Linked DNA regions of Gossypium hirsutum: region 2 is linked to region 1. A link is a contact called in public Hi-C data. All regions are on one chromosome and are shown on one strand. Each heading gives the region's core, a stretch centred on a gene start, on an enhancer-like site or on the middle of the called end of the contact. The rest is flanking DNA. Distances are from core to core; before and after follow the strand shown.

The links. A called contact is a pair of places that touch in the nucleus more often than the background predicts.
Region 2: a contact with region 1 is called in a Hi-C map of leaf, with 6 times the contacts expected there. The contact joins the enhancer-like site here to the promoter of LOC107916914 in region 1. A contact is called at or near these places in 8 of 34 Hi-C or Micro-C datasets (hypocotyl and leaf).

The regions. Positions count from the first base shown.
Region 1 is chrD01:7,616,265-7,619,979 of Gossypium_hirsutum_v2.1, reverse strand. It overlaps LOC107916914 (ABC transporter G family member 9), which reads right to left and starts at 1,675. Exons shown (of 4, transcript XM_016846290.2): 1 at 1,464-1,675; 2 at 578-1,370; 3 at 178-500; 4 at 1-89. The coding sequence starts at 1,562.
Region 2 is chrD01:7,707,762-7,711,718 of Gossypium_hirsutum_v2.1, reverse strand. No RefSeq gene overlaps it. Among protein-coding and RNA genes, the nearest start is that of LOC121214371, 5.5 kb to the right of the region's middle. Within about 2 kb of position 1,773, at least 1 of the 9 cell types and tissues checked has an H3K27ac peak or open chromatin away from gene starts, as enhancers often do. A contact at or near this core is called in leaf, where this site is marked.

The DNA of each region.
Region 1 (3,715 bases), core at 426-2,925:
AGCATTAAACGTTCTTGAGGGAAGGTGAAAATTGCTTGGTATAGAGGGAACAAACCCCAGAATCCTAAAATAAAGAAGAGGAATCCAATCTGCATGTTTTCAAAATTAACAACATATATCAGCCTATTTTTCTTAAGTTCATCCCATATATCAATGCCATCCAATGTTTATTCATACCTGGTCCTGCAAGTGAGCTACATCAGATTGCCACCATAATAGTCCTAATAGGACAGCTACAACAAGGACCTCAACAGTGTTGAATACGGAGAATGATTCATGTTTCCTTTCCTTAAGTCCCCTTTGAAGCAATACGGTGAACTGTTGCCACCATGTTGTAGGCCACCTTTCAAATGTCTTGCTTTCCATTTGATCATGATGGTGCTTGCTGTTATCCTTGAGCTCTTCCCTTAGTTTCTCACCAATGTTGCTCTTGTATGCTGAAACTAGTGTTGTCTTCACCAGGGTTTGTTCCTTTGGTGACTCATTTGATGATGTAATACCTATATAAACATTACAGGATTCAAATCAGCTGAAGTATATGTATGCAAAATTGTCACTATAAGATTAAAGCATATACCATTTGAAAGGTCCAATAGGAAATCTGAAGGGTTCATGGCAACTGATGGGGCATATCCGATTCTCGAAAAATAATCCATAGTAGCCGATCCTTGTCCAAAATACAAAGGGTTACCCTCTGATAGCAGCAAAACCTTATCAAACATGTAAAACAGTCTACTTGATGGCTGGTGTATTGTCAGCACAATTGTTCTTCCACCTTTAGCAAACTCCGACAACGTCGACACCAGCCTTTGAGCCGTAGTTGAATCCAGACCCGATGTAGGCTCGTCTAAGAACAACAAGCTTGGGTTTATAAGCATTTCTTGACCTATACTAACCCTTTTTCGCTCCCCACCCGAAACTCCTCTGGTAAATGGGTCCCCAATGATGCTATTCTTGCAGTCAACTAGTCCAAGTTCATTGATGACAGCTTCAGCATGCATGATCTTCTCTTGTTTACTAAAACTATTCGGCAATCGAAGCAGAGCGGTAAAAACGAGCGTTTCGGTGACGGTCAAGTGAGGGTATAGAACATCATCTTGAGTCACAAACCCTGTGTTTCGTTTCACTGAATTGGAGAAAGGCTTGCCATTGTAAGTTACGGTTCCACTGAGGCAACCACCTAGGGGACCCCCTAATGCAGTCAATAGTGTTGTTTTGCCACTGCCAGATGGACCAAGCATGGCTAACATTTCTCCTGGTTCAACCACCCCACTAATCCCATTTAAGATCACTTTCTCTCCTGAACCTGATTTCTTCTGAAAATAATTACCCGATTTCCCAAACTTGATTGAATAAACAACATCAACAAACTGTAAAAAAACAAACCATGAAAATACAACCATTCTAAACTCAAAATTTACAATCTTTTAAAAAAAAAAGAAAAAGAGAATCACTGTTCATACCTTTAAAACAACAGATTCATTTGTACTCTTGAAGATAGCTGTTGGTTTCATGTTATCTTCTGACTTATTTGCAGCTTCAACATCCAACTCTTTCGCCATTCTTACTAATCCCTGCAAAAAGAAACTTCTGGTTTCCTCTCTTTCTCTTTAACTTGGAATTTAAATATTTATAAATTGTCAAGTCTTATCTGTTTTAAGTAATTAGTTGGTAATGATTATGAACCTCAGCTATTTAATTTGTTGCTGGGAAGCAATGTTTGACGGTTGACCAAATATCATACTTTCTATATGTTACTTCCATGAATGTCACTGATTTTGTTTTGTTTGAGTAACCATGTTGTAGATTTTTAAAATAGCCAAATATATATATATATTTTCTTTGCAACTTGGTCATTGATTTTAAAATAAACGTTGCATTTAGTTATATTTTTAATAATTATCCCTTTTTCTAAATACAACTTTGCATTTGAGTGAGGAGTGTACCAAATGATTCTGAGTTATATTTTTCTAAAAAATATTTAGATATATTTTTAAAGAAAGCAGCCAGACAAATGCGGTTGTCACGGCTGTCATGATGGACCAGCCATATTTCACATCTCCATAATTTATTGGATCTTGACTTTTTTTTTTTTGGTAAATATAGATTTTTCAAACGGTAATATGACATAAACATTGAAATATTTATATTTTTTAATTTAATAATATCATTTTCATATTAAGGTAATTATTCTAAAGGATAGAACCATTTGAAAAAGTTTGCCAGATTTTTCATTTCATAAATCCTATTTTTTAAAATAATTATTTAATACATAATTTGTGTAAAATAAAATATCTTTTTAAAATTTTAAAAAATAAAAAATAGGAATTGAAAATTTTCATCTCGAGCATACAAAAAATAGTAATATACATTGACAATATACTTTTTTTTTTATTTTAAAAAATTAGTTGTGTTTTTTAATATTTAATTTTCTAATATTTTATTTGATTGTGAAATCTAAAAACTCCATTGTACTAAATATTTTCTCATAAAATTAATACTTAAATATTATATTAATATAAAATAAATAATATAAAACTATTCACTACTAAAAATAACTTTTCTAGGTTATAACATTATAAATATCAAAATTATACATGAACTTTGATTTTGTATAATTTTATACATGAAATTTTGGTTTGATCCAATTCTCACAAATTATTAACACAATTATTGATATAGCATCATCTTATGTTTACAGAAATAATTATATTTATCCAATATAAAAATTGATTGATCTATTTATTTCTATAAATGTGTATGATTGAATCAAAATTAAAGTTTCATGTATACATTTGAAACATAATCAAAATTTTATATCTATAATTGCATCAAACTAAAACTCATGTATACAATTGCACATTAAATCAAAGTTCATGTATAATTTTGAGATTTATATAATAATTTATTCTTTTACATTTTCTAAATAGAAATATTGACATAAGTTTTAATTGCTTAAAGCTTTTTATCATGAAACTATTTATTTTTAAATTAATATTTCGTAAAAGTTTAAAATGAATTGTAAAGTACTATACTAATCTTAAATGCCCAAAACACAATTTCATGTATTAAATTAATATAATATTGCATTAATCATATAAATATTTTAAAACTCCTAAAATATTGTAATAATTATTAAATAATATTTTCATAACTTTATATTGTATAAAATTTATTACTAAGTATTTACAAATTATATTTTTTGTATCTTTAATAAAATAATAGTATTATTTATATTAATAATTCATTACATATTATTGAAATATAAGTATATGTGTTTAACAATAGGTTAAATCCTGCGTTAGTCCCTATGCTTTGCGAAAGTTGTGGATTTTGTTCTTGTATTTTTATTTGGTTATTTTTAGTTCATATACTTTTCAAATTCTAAAATTTCAATTTTCACCAAACGATAATTGTTAAATTCATTTAATTAAGTTCTGCTATTTCTAAAATCTAATGTAACGATTATATTATCATATGTGTAATGCCATGTCAACTTGTTATTTCCATATATTACTAACTAAAAATCCAGTTAATGGATTAATGATAGTCATTTGCATCAAGACTGGAGTTTCAAAATTCAAAAAGTATATAGACTTAGAATGACCCAGTTAGAGAATATAGGCTAAAGCAACAATTGTACGCATAGTACAGGACTAGAAATTGAATGTAACCGAGTAAATTTAACTGTAACTGTTTGGGTTGGGACTAAAAT
Region 2 (3,957 bases), core at 524-3,023, 92 kb before region 1:
TACTATTATAAAAAAATATACAATTTAATTCTAATCTCTTAAAAAATTTTCAAGTTCACCCTAATTAGGAACCCACTTTAAACCCTAATTTGCCCATAAATATCTTCCTTCCAAGATTAAGAGGATGATCAGAACAATAAAGAGAACATGACACATACAATAAAACCATCACTCTGCTAATATGCTTAAGGGTGTGTTTCACTAGATGGAAAAGTGAAAAAAAATTGATTGCGCTTAGTTGAAAATAAAAGTGAGAGGAAAATAAAAGTGAGATCATTTTTCATTATAAAAAATCAATCCTTTCAAATAGAAATGGTGAGATGAGAGAAAATAAGAGAAATGCCTATGTTAATTTAAAATTATGTACTTTTCAAATATATATATATTTAACCATTACCAAATAATGAATTAAAAGAAAATTACATTTCTTTCCTACCAAGACACCTATAATATATATTATATATAATCAGATTCAACCTTTTAAAACTCCGTTCTATTTCTGATTTTTTTGATGTGCATTCGTAAAAAAAACTTACAAGGGGATCCTATGGCTTTTATAGCCGAATCCTATTATTAAACTATCCTCTATCTGCCTATTTACTGTCATTTCTGTTAGCATGCTCTATGGTTGTATTCAATTTCTTTGCAGGTGTCAGAGGCGTGGTGATGGTGTGTGAGGAGATAAAGCGGCGCGCATGGACAGAGGCGGCGGTCAACGGCGCCCTAGGGTTTCTCCTTTGTTGCTGCAACAAATTGTTTGTGGGCTAGGGTTGTATTGGGCCTAAGGTATTTTATTTGGGCTGGCAAAATTGGGTTTATTTTTTTATGTAAAATGGACTATGGGTATTTTATTTGTTATTGGGCCCGGGCGAAATCTGGGCTTTACACCTATATTAATTAAAAATTATGTACTTTTCAAATATATATATATCAACATTACCAAATAATGAATTAAAAGAAAATTATATTTTTTTTCCTACCCAGACACCTATAATATATATATATAATATGTTCCAAAATATAGATTTGAAATGCAAATATATTTGGGGTCGAAGATTTTATAAGCAAAATTAGATTTAGATACTAAAGTCTTTTTCTTTCTTGAATTAAATCTATTCAGATTTAGGGGTTTTAGTTTAATTTTACCATCCATTCTTAAATTATGATTCATATTTTAAGTTAGTTTATAAATTTTAAAATATTTTAATTAAATCTTTAAAATATCAATATTGTATTAATTAGATTCTTTTATTATTCTAGCATCAGTTTGTGTGCTAAATGTCAATTTGAATTAAACACAAAACATGTTTAAAACTCGTGAATTAAATTTTAAACACACATATCTAGTGCATGGACAATTTAGATTTGATGCGTTAAAGTAAAAATAGTGTCATCAGAATTTTGAAGTGTTACTTCTTTTTCTTAACACATTAGATTTAAGTTGTTCATGCGATAAGTACAAACATGTTTCGATTTTGATTCATATGTTTCAAACATGTTCCGCATGAGATCTAAGCTAACATTTAACACCCAATTTGATAGTTAAGTTGAAGAAGAACGTAATTGATACAATGCTGATATTTTCAGGATTTAGTTAGAATGTTTTGAAGTTTGATGACTAATTTAGAGTTTAGGTCATAGTTGGGAGATGCAGGATAAATTTTCTTTTTTTGTTTCTTTAACATCATTTTACATTTTAGTATATAATATGGGCCAATTTTGAGAAAATTGTGTAAGTGGCCCTTATATATTGGATAGGCTGGATAATCTGGGCTCAGATTAGTGTTGTTGTTAACCCAGCCCAAATACTCACCAGATTAGCATTGCATTACCCTTCAATTATCTGTCGACCTTAGATTAGAACTATCCATATTTGATTTCGAGACAATCGGTTGGATCTAAATTCAAAGTAAATATATTTAAATTTAGTTATAAAAATATATAAATTTCAAAATAAAAAGTTTAATATTATTATAATATACAAATAATAAACTTGAGTTGTCGGGCCACAAACTAAACCGACCCAATTCGTACGTAAGTCTAGCCAGAATCTATAATGATTGAAATTAAAAAAATATTATAAAAGCTTTAAGGTTAAATCACTTTTAAGAGCTTGAATTTAACAATTACTTTTCATTGGGTTTGAATTTTTTTTGTCTAAATTAATTCCTAAATTTGATTTAACCCAAAATAATGATTTAACTTGAGGTTAAAAAGCTTAATTTTATGTGTAGATGCTTTCTTTTTCTAAGTGGATTTCTTAAATATCTACTTTTGCTCAAATTTGTCCATTTCTGGAAAGTAATTAATTAAAGATCTTCCTATTTTATTTATTGGATTAATTATTAATTAACTAAAATTCTTACTTATGCTATACATTGGTGAATTGTTTATATTTATTAAAATGTGTTGTATTAAATGAATTTTGTTATGAATATCTTATTAAGTGAATGTCCATCATGATCAAGATAAAGTTTTAATGTACAAACGAGAAAGAATAAATAATTTATTTGAAATTAGGATTGAGTGATATTTTTTTTGTGGGAATGAGTCTAGTTAATATGATAGGGGAGCCTAGCCAATATCCAACTCACGGCGATCCCTATTTATTTTTTGTCTCATTGCTTGGATTTTTTAAAATTTATATCTTGTTTTATTTTACTTTTATTGTGTTTTTGGGTCCATGATTTTTTTCTCTTGCTTATATGGTTGATTTCATAATATGAAACGAATTTTGAAGTTTATAATTCTTATCTTACTTTGTTTTTGTTTTTTAATTTTAAATCTAATTTTATAAATCTCTACTATTATTGGGATTGCATTCAATGGATTGCACATTTTTTCATATTACATTCTTTGATTTTAGAATATCTATTAATTTTAGGGACTTATTTCAACCGATTGTAGCACCAAGAATTTTTATACTTGAACAATCAATTTTGAATAAAATATGCATTACTTAGTAAAAAATATTGAATTTTTTATTCAAAATTAATTTTTGATAGCACCAATATTTTTTTAATTGGATAATGATGTTAAGGATAAGACACTATATTATTTAATAACACTTATATTTTAAATCATAGAAAAAGAGTATTGCGTTTTTAACAAACAAATCTTGTGATGTTGTTTAACACAAGCATGACCTTTTTGGAGTAAAAACATTATTGTAATTTGAGCAATATAAATTACGAATTAAAAATGAATATGTTAAATAGAAGTCAATGGTGATAAGAAAGTTCAAAAAAGGTATAATAAATTGTTTAAAATTTGAAATTTTATAATAAATAGTTAACATTTAGTTTCAATGCATCATCCCATTTATTACAAGAATCTAGATATTATAATAAGAGTAAAGAGTGTAAAAATATGGATACAATAAATTTATTAATGCATTCTGAATTCAACTTTTAGAGAGTTTAATTTAAAGAACAATTTTTATTACAACTCTTGATTTAAGCTTAATCTGTCCTACATCAATGAATAAGCGCAGTTTTAAAGTCGTCGTCTCTAAATTGTTATAATTACTCACCTTAAAAACTTCACCTTACAATCAATATCTCTTTCCAAAGGACTAAGAAAAGAGAGCCAAAATACTCAACAAAATAACACTCCAAAGCACACCCTGTTGTGCATATGACAATTTATAAACAGGCTTTAAATAACTTCATCCACGTTAAAAAATACGGGATAGGCTAACCTTTAACAAGTTCAGTCTCACTTGAATTAGATAATAAGTTTTTTACTTGAAGTAAATCTAAACTAATGAACTCCTTATCTTTTAAGATAGTAAGATAGAGTCCAAGTCAATTATGAACTCTTCTAATTCCTTCAAAATTGTTGTCACATTTATATCTAGTTCCCTTGAACATAAAAACACATCTCGCATCTGCTGCTTAATAAAATAAATAACCAATATTATTTTTATACAAGTTATAATAGCTAACTCAATAAATA